Regions from separate parts of the Mus musculus genome. Here region 2 is linked to region 1. Evidence: chromatin contacts called from public promoter capture Hi-C data. All regions are on one chromosome and are shown on one strand. The core of a region is the stretch at or near the end of the contact, and the rest is flanking DNA. Distances in the headings are between cores, read along the strand shown.

The links. Capture Hi-C pulls out chosen DNA fragments and counts their contacts.
Region 2: a promoter capture Hi-C map of adipose tissue shows a contact between it and region 1, with 4 times the contacts expected there. The contact joins the promoter of Tlnrd1 here to the promoter of Btbd1 in region 1. A contact is called at or near these places in 1 of 484 Hi-C or Micro-C datasets (B cells) and 1 of 9 other capture datasets (adipose tissue).

Annotation. Positions count from the first base shown.
Region 1 is chr7:81,827,219-81,831,338 of GRCm38.p6, forward strand. It overlaps Btbd1 (BTB (POZ) domain containing 1), which reads right to left and starts at 2,213. Exons shown (of 8, transcript NM_146193.2): 1 at 1,755-2,213. The coding sequence starts at 2,173.
Region 2 is chr7:83,882,171-83,886,290 of GRCm38.p6, forward strand. It overlaps Tlnrd1 (talin rod domain containing 1), which reads right to left and starts at 2,171. Exons shown (of 1, transcript NM_030705.4): 1 at 1-2,171. The coding sequence starts at 1,051. It also overlaps a transcript of Mesd not described here.

The sequences.
Region 1 (4,120 bases), core at 963-3,462:
CCTGTACCCACTACGCCACCACCTCTCTGGCCTATCATTTTAAGGAAGGCTTCTAAACTACGTAATTTGCTAAGCAAGCTATATCCAGTCTTCCTGCTCAACTTCAAAATCCAAATGACTCAAATACTAGCAGGTAGGCTGCACACCTATCCCCATAAATACAAATTCAATGCTAGAAAATCTGAGGACAAAGAGAGAAAAGGGTACTATCGGCTTTTCAGTTCAACACACCTTGGCATACTGGTCTCTCCTTCTATCCTATCTCCAGGTATATAACATTTGCTCCACTCTTTTTCAGTTGTTACCATGGTGCATGAAATTCAAAATGCTAACTTGAACCCTGCCCATAATATTATCTGATTTTCATAAACTTCACAGTGACTGCATTATATTCCATCAAGTGGACCTATGATTGTTACTGATTTATTTATTTCCTTGGCTCAACTTCTTTCTACATTCTCGTGAAGAATGCTGTAGACACCTTTTTCAATAATTTAATGTTTTCTAAGTGTAGAAAAAGTCTAAGGCATCCAACTATTTTTCAAAGGCTTTTTTTTACGATAATCTTTCTCGGAAAGTGTTCCTTCAGTCATCTTTTAAATTTTTTGGTGGGTCAGCACTCAGGGGGGGTAATAAGTTCGCTGAGTTCGAAGCCAGCTTGGAATACATATCGAGCCCCAAATCGGCCAAGTCTAAATAATGAGCCCAGGTCCAAGAAAATAAAAGCCAAACCCATATCTCCGCCCCCAAAAGGTGGGGCTCATGAAAAGGAGAAAGCACTTTACTGTTTTAATTTGCATTTCCTCATTTACTAATGAGGTCACACATTCCTTGGTTGTATTTTTTTCTTTTCTATTACATCTTGTCCTTTATCCATTTATTGATGGGAACTTAACATATATTTCTTGTGTGAACTTTATATTTCCCTCCATAAGCATCTTCTTGAGGAAGCTATGAGCCTCTGTGGACTCTTGTGCTCCACTGACTTGCCTGTTTACGTCAGAATTACTCAAAATCTGCTGTCTTAAAAACAACACTATACTCAAGCAGCCAACACCATCTTCGGTCCTCCGGGAGCTGGCTCGATTACCTTGGACAAGTCACTTTTCTGGGCCTCGGTCCCATTTGTAAAACTGGGGTAAAACAACAAGATATGCCTCCCTAACAGTTAGGACTGCTGTGATTAACAACGCCACAATGCCACTACCTTCCACTAAGTAGCAAACTAATCAGCTATCAATCAATCTCCTATCCTCAGATCATCGGAGAGCAAACTCGAACACTACTAGCGTGTTTTAGAATACAAAAACCGTCACCTTGACTGCAGAAACTTGAAGCAGGCCAGCCTGATACCTGCTATGGCTATTATCTTCCAGAGTCCTGACAGCAAACCGTGGAGACCCTGACAACCCCAGTCCTCTAAGACCCTTCATCCACCCGGGTCCTTAAACAAAAACGAATCCTGCAAGTGGGTAATCGGGACAGCCTATCTCGTCTTCTAGTCTGCCCACTCGATTATGAAGCCCGGGCGACAGACAATTCCGCTACTGGAATGTGACAGCACCCTTCAACGGCAAAGCGCCCGCCACCGCCGGGAATGGCGACACTGACCGACCTTCCCAAGCATCGCCTGCCTGCCGGGGAGGACCCGAGGGAGGCCGACTCGCCCAGCCCAAGGTCACTCGGGAGTCGACGCAGGCCGGGCTGGGTGCCGCCACCCTCCAGGCCGCCGGCTCCGCGCGCCCGCCGCTCACCTCAGCAGCGCCAGGAAGGCGGCGGGCTCCACGTCCGGCAGCTCGATCTCGGCCGACGTCGTGGCCATGCCGCCGTTGAACATGGCGTCGAAGACCGCGCTGCCGGCCGCCAGCACGAAGCGGTGGGCGGGGATGCGCTGCGGGCCCCCGGCGGCCGCCGCGCCTCGGCCCTTGCCCAGCACGAAACGCACATCGCTCAGCAGCTCCGAGTTGAAGAGGAAGGCGAAGCGCTCCTTGAGCGACGCCTTGGTGGCCTGCCAGTTGTACAGCGGCTCGCGCTGCAGGGGCAGCAGCGGCCCGAGAGCGGACGGCGAGGGAGCCGGTGGCGGCGGCGGAGGCGGCGGCGGGGCCGGAGGGCCGGGCTCCGCCTCAGCTCCGGTCGCCGGCTCCCCGGCCGCGGCTGACCCGAGCGAGGCCATCCTCCTGCTGCGCGGCTCCGCTCAAGCTGCGAGCACCCGGCGCGCCGCCGCCATGGTCGAGCCGCCCCGAGGCCGGCACCGCCCCCCTGCCTTCCGGGAAAGGCGCTTCCGGCCGCGCGCGCCCGCCCTCCCGCGGGGCCGCGTTGCTGAGGCGGGAGGCGCGCGGCCGCGAGAGGGTTGAGGGGCGTGCGGGCGCGCCGCGCTGATTCCTCAGGCCGCCTCCCGCTCCTCCCTTCAGGCTCGCCTCGCTCCCACCCGCGTCACCCTGCGAGGACGCCGCCTCAGCCCGCTTGGTGGATGAGCTGGACGTGGAAGGACCTCGAGGGCACGGCAAGGGAGTCTGTAGAGGAGAGACAGACACCCTGCTATTCTAAAGGCGGGATGGTGGCCCTGTCACAGCCCGGATGGCTGCATCACCCTTGGAAACCCCAGGCGGAGCTGAGAGGCTAGGAAGTCCACTGATCCCTCTCCCCGTCCGCAGTCTCTTTCTTACCCCTTCTGACTGTCGAGGCTCCACTCCGCCCTGTGAGAGAGTTCCTCTGCCATTTCCATGTCTAAGATTGAGGGCCTTCTTGCTCAACTCTCCTAGGCCTTGCTTTTGGTTCCAGTGCAGAAAAGCACTGGAACCACACCACCTTATGAGCCCTAGGATTTGAGTTGAGATTGGCTCATGCCTGTAATCCCAGTAAAATGGAAGGTTGAGGCAGGAACATGGCTGCAACTGGGAACCCAGCCTGGGTAGCAAATGAAGACCCACACACACACGCACGCACACACACACACACACACACACACACACACACACACACACACGTCTTAACTCCTTTCCCCTCAAAAACAAATGGGAAGGGTGCTGCCAGCTACATATCTTTGGGGGCAGTGTTCCTGTGTGGTTGTCATTATGTGGGAGCCTTTCTTGAACCCTGCAGCAATAAATAGATCCTAAGATAAGGCACTTGTTATAGGCAGAAGGAAAAGACCCAGAAAATGATTCTTTACGACACGAGAATAACTGGGGGGGGAGGGGGGGAACCTTCCGGCTTACAGATGTCAAGCAATCTAAGAGTCCTACGCTCCGAGTTTATAGTGGAATTGGACAAGAAATTTAAGCTGATTCTTTGAAAACAAAAGCAAGATACCAGAACCTTTCCCCTACCCCCATATTTTAATCTCTATTTTTAGGAATATTAAAAAACTCCGAAAAAGCTCTACTATTAATTTTGAAATATATACAATTCAATTCTCTGTTATGGGACTTTAGAAATAGAGTTGCAGTTGCCACCAAGCCTGATGACCCGAGTTTAATCCCAAGCACCTACAAGGTAGAGGGAGAGAACTAACTCCTGCAAGTTATCCTTTGACCTCTTGATGTCTAGTGTGACATCCCATAAAAATGGAATGTAATTTTAAAACATGGCTGGGTGTGATGATGCATACCTTTGAACCTGTGTCACAGGGGTTCACTTAGCTCTGTGAATTCCAGACCAGCCAGGGAGACCCTGTTCCAAAAATACTAAGTAAATAAAAATACCCTACAGGGCCAGAGAGATGGCTCAGCAGGTAAAGGTACTTTCTGCTAAGACTAAAGAACTGAATTTCATCCTGAGAGAGACCGATTGGCTGTCCTCTGCACTCCACAAGCACTGTGGTACTCCAGGATATGTATAGATCTACAGATACACAAAAATGAGTAATTAAAAAAAAATAAACTACAAAAAGAGCAGGGCACAGTGGCCCATGCCTTTAATCCCAGAATTAGGGAGGCGGAGGCAGGCAGCTTTCTGTGAGTTCCGGACCAACCTGGTCTACAAAGCAAGTTCCTACTCAGCCTGGGCTACAGAGTGAGACCTTGTCTCAAAACCAACCAACCAACCAACAACAGCAAAAATTCCAAAACTAGCTTCTGTCAGGTCCAAAGCTCCACTTCCTCCAAAATGGCAATGCTAG
Region 2 (4,120 bases), core at 921-3,420, 2.1 Mb after region 1:
TGGGTGAAGACCTTTCCCTTAAAGCCTGAGATAGCAGGGTGCAGCCTTCAGACACGGCGCAGGCCGAGTTCCTCAGCCTCTCCCTGTGGTCCGACATCTTGGCGCTCCCATCTGGGTGCTGCGCCAGATCCCTGAGGCACTGGGTCAAGAGCACGCAGGCCGACACCACACTCATGGCACCTCCCAGGATGGCGGTCTGCACCGCCTTGCCCTCAGTGCTCACGGCAGCTGCGCGACCCAGGAATTGAGGCTCGGTGGCAAAGCCCACCAAAGCGCTCACCGCCTGCACCAAGGGCCCACTGAAGAGCGCGCAACGACTGCGGGCCAGCTCGCTGGGTGCCGCCTTCACTTCGCGTACGCATGCTAACAGCGCGGATGCACTTGTGCTCATGCACTTGACGCCCAGCTTGAACTGTTCGCGAGAGAAGCGGTCCCGTGACTTGTCACTGGCCAGGGCGCACGCATCCGTCAGGAACTTGAGGTTTCGAGACAGGCCCTGCGACACCTCCAGCAACAGCTGTGGGGTCATGTCCGCCAGTGGGGTGGCTCGCAGCACAGCACAGCCTTGTTCTACCTCGTGGCGGCAGCGTGTCACACGGTAGCGGTCCACAAGGCCTGGCTGTGCAGGTTGAGCGCCCGGTGTGGCCACGGCTGCCAGGTAGGCCGCATGTGCAGAACACTCGGTCAGCGACACCACCAAGTCGCCCAGTTCCACAAGACTGTCTCCCGCCTCTCCGAAGCGGCCCATGTTGAGCTGGCTCTGCACGTCGTGGGTGAGGATGGACAGCCCCTTAGTGCGCGCGATGATGGTGTCCCGGCACTGCTCGAAGGACTCCGCACCAGCGCCAGGGGAGGCGGGGCCTTCGAAGAGCACCGGCCGCGCCTCGCTAGACAGCAGCAGCAGGTCGGCCACCAGCTGCATCTTGCCCTTGCAGTGATCACAGATAGATACCAGCCTCTTCCGCGGCTGCGAGCTGGCCCCGCCGACGGCGCTCCCAGGAGCCGGAGAAGCCGCCTCGCCAGTGGGCTTCCCGGCGCTGCCGCTAGCCATCGCGCCCAGGGGGCACTGGCATGCCGCTGGGGAGCCCGCTACCACCGCCGCCGCGACTCAGCTGGCCAGGGCCGCGCTGCCTTCCGCGCACCATCATGCCACCCACCGCGGCGGGCACAGAGATCCGGGTGGCGGCGGCCGGTGGCCGGGCGTCGCAGGGCGGGCCCAAGCCCGCGGCAAGCTCTTCGGGGCGCTGTGTAGCTCGCGGGAACCGTGAGCCGGGGCACGGCAGACTCCTAGTCCGCGCCCCTCTTCACTAGCCTACCAGAAAAGTCCCCGCTGCCGGGCTGTCGCCACCTTCCTGGGCATGGCCGGCCGGGCCGCCGGAGCGGAGAGGGCGGGACGGGGAGGCTGGGAGTTGTCCTTCCTTCCTTCCTTCCTTTGAAATCAAAATCCTCTGCTCCTAGAGGAGCGCGGGCGGCGGCCCCGGCAGGCTTTGCTGTCAGCCGCTGCGCTGCGGCTATCCGGCTCAGCAGCGCACGTGGGCTTCAGGGGCGGCGACCCCGCCAGACGGTACAGGCTGGCGACGGCGGCCGGAGCTGACGCCCGGGGGCGCGCGGCCGCATCTCCTGCTCCGGCTCTTAGGGCGCTGGGCGGCCACTGGGCCGAGGGCGTGGCTGGCTCTGTGGCGGCCGCGCGGAGTCAGTCGGGCGGGAGGCTGCAACGCAGGGTGCTGGGCGGCCGCGCCTTCCCGCCTGGCGGTTCAGAGTGCGCGGCCCGGCGCCGCGGCGGCACGCCCTCCCCTCCTGAATGGCCTGCGGCCGGCGACCGGCTGTCGTGGAGATTCCATCTGTGTTTCCCCGCAGAGCCCGCGGGCCCCGCGCATCCGACGCCCCAGGGTGGTCGGCTCAGAAGGTGAGCGCGGCGTCGCGGAGGCCGACCCGGGCCCGGACTCCTGCCATGTTTGTCAACCAGCAACTTCCGAGCGACCTCCGAGCAACTGAAAGGAAGGGAGGAGACCGCAGGCCAGGGGACACCCGCCTGCCCGCGCACGGTTGCAGTTTTCGCCTCCTGGCGTCCGCCTCGCCCCCGGCTCGCCGCCGCCACCTCGGCCGTAACCTCCCCGGAGCCTATAGGAATCTTTTGTGTGGCGTCACCGCCTTTCGTTTAAATCCCGCTTCCTCCTCTCGCCCTTCCTCCCGCCCCCTCCGCCGATCCCGGATGCTTGCGCGATGCGCTGCTCCTCCCCCGGGAAGCTGGGGGCCGTGGGAGGACGCCGCGCCCAGCCCCGACGCTGCGGCCCTGGGGCCGGTGGTCCCTGCATCCGGAGAGGCTGGGAAGCGTGTGTGGTGGGGAAGGCCCGCCCTCGCTCCGCGCCCAGGCGCTGTGTATACCCTGGGGACACCGGGGCGCAGCCGCTAGTGGCCTTACGTAAGCTCTCAGCATGCCCCAGGACTCGATGCTTCCTCCCTGCCGAGGGAGCTAGTGTAAAAGGTGATCTGTTTTGCTTGCTTGGGGAGGATGCCACTCATTACTCCCGGGATCTCCCCACCGCCTCCGGATTCCAGTCACCTCTGAGATTCGATGACTTTTGCAAGCCCTCCTCCGCCCTTTGTTGTGTTGGACCCTCTCCTGTGGGTGGGTTTCCGTGAAACAGTGAAAAGGAGCTCTGATCACGCTTGAGTCCCCACAGCTTGTTTGACTCAGTGATAGACCCTCCCTGAGGTTGGTCTTACCCCCCCCCCCCCCAGCCGTTTAGGAGTTGTGTGACCTTGGGCAAGTTTTCTCTCCCAAGTTACTGTAGTCAGGTAGTGTATGGTGACCTCGGTTCCAGCTGGCTAGAATTCCAATGTGCCTTGATCAGCAGTTCGCCCTTTCCTGACTCCATCTATATAATGGAATAATAGCAACCATTGTTAAGTAAAGAGCCAGTCTCTGGAGGTAAACACTGTTATCTCTGGGTTACAGGCTGGGAAACTGGTGGCCCAGATGGCTCCCCGCCCTGTAACGAGGAATTAAACGGAGGACCTTGAGCTACTGTACTTTTTATTTATTAATTTAACTGTGCAGACAGGCTTTGAACTTCTGGCGATCCTCCTTCAGGGTCTGTAGTTGGTGATTGTAGGCCTGTGCCATAGGGCTTTGTGGCCAGGTGGACTAAGTGACTCCCTAGGCTCTTAACAACAGCAGTGGCTAAAAGAGAAGGTCCCCTAAACCCACTGGCCACACCCACTCCCTTTCTTTGTGCAGACCTTGTCTGCCAGAAACTCCTGGAACACCTGGGCCTCCTCCCAGTAAAGCACTCTCTCAAGAGCCCTGAAGTCTTCTGCTGGTGCCCAGCACTGCCAGTGTGTGCTCAGCCAATGGAAATGTTTGTTCTTCTGTCTCTTCGTAGGACCTCCACGTCCTACATTTTTAAGCCAGTTATAAGTGTTATTTATAAGTTGGATGGCCTCAAATTTATCGTCCAAACCCCAATAGTTTACAGAATAAATTATGAGTCAAGTTATTAATATAAGTTAATGAGGAACAACCGGTAAAAACCTGGATAGCCGCCCTACTCATAATCAAAAATAATAATTAAAAAAAAATGCCCTTGCAGATGCTTTAGATTTTAGGTGAACCAACTGTCTCTGCAAACTGAAGCCAGTAAAACCAATGGCTCTCTTAACAAGAATTCTATAGGGCTACTTCCTCCCTGGTAACCCAGGAATAGCAGTGAATCCTAAAAAATAGTTTCCTTAACTCTGAGAACCTAAGAGAGGGACCAGTAAGATAGCTCAGCAGGCAAAGGTGCCTGCCACCAAGGCTTCGTTTTTCAGATAGTGTCACTCTTCCTAAACTGATCTTTCCAGGTTCTTTCTTGTTTACCTCCTGCCATTGTTCACTTACAGCTCAAACGCTGGGTGTCTACCATGTGCCAGCCCTTGTTCAAGGCACTGCGCTTACACTATAGATTGTAATAGAGCAGCCTCTGCTTGTGAAGATAAGAGTCCCGGAAGGGAAGGTTCACAAATAAGTGCTCCCAGTTACTGTTTACTCAGTAAAAGCACAGGACAAAAATGGACAGCAGATCAACCACTGCATACTAGCCGGGCAGTGATGGCGCACGCCTTTAATCCCAGCACT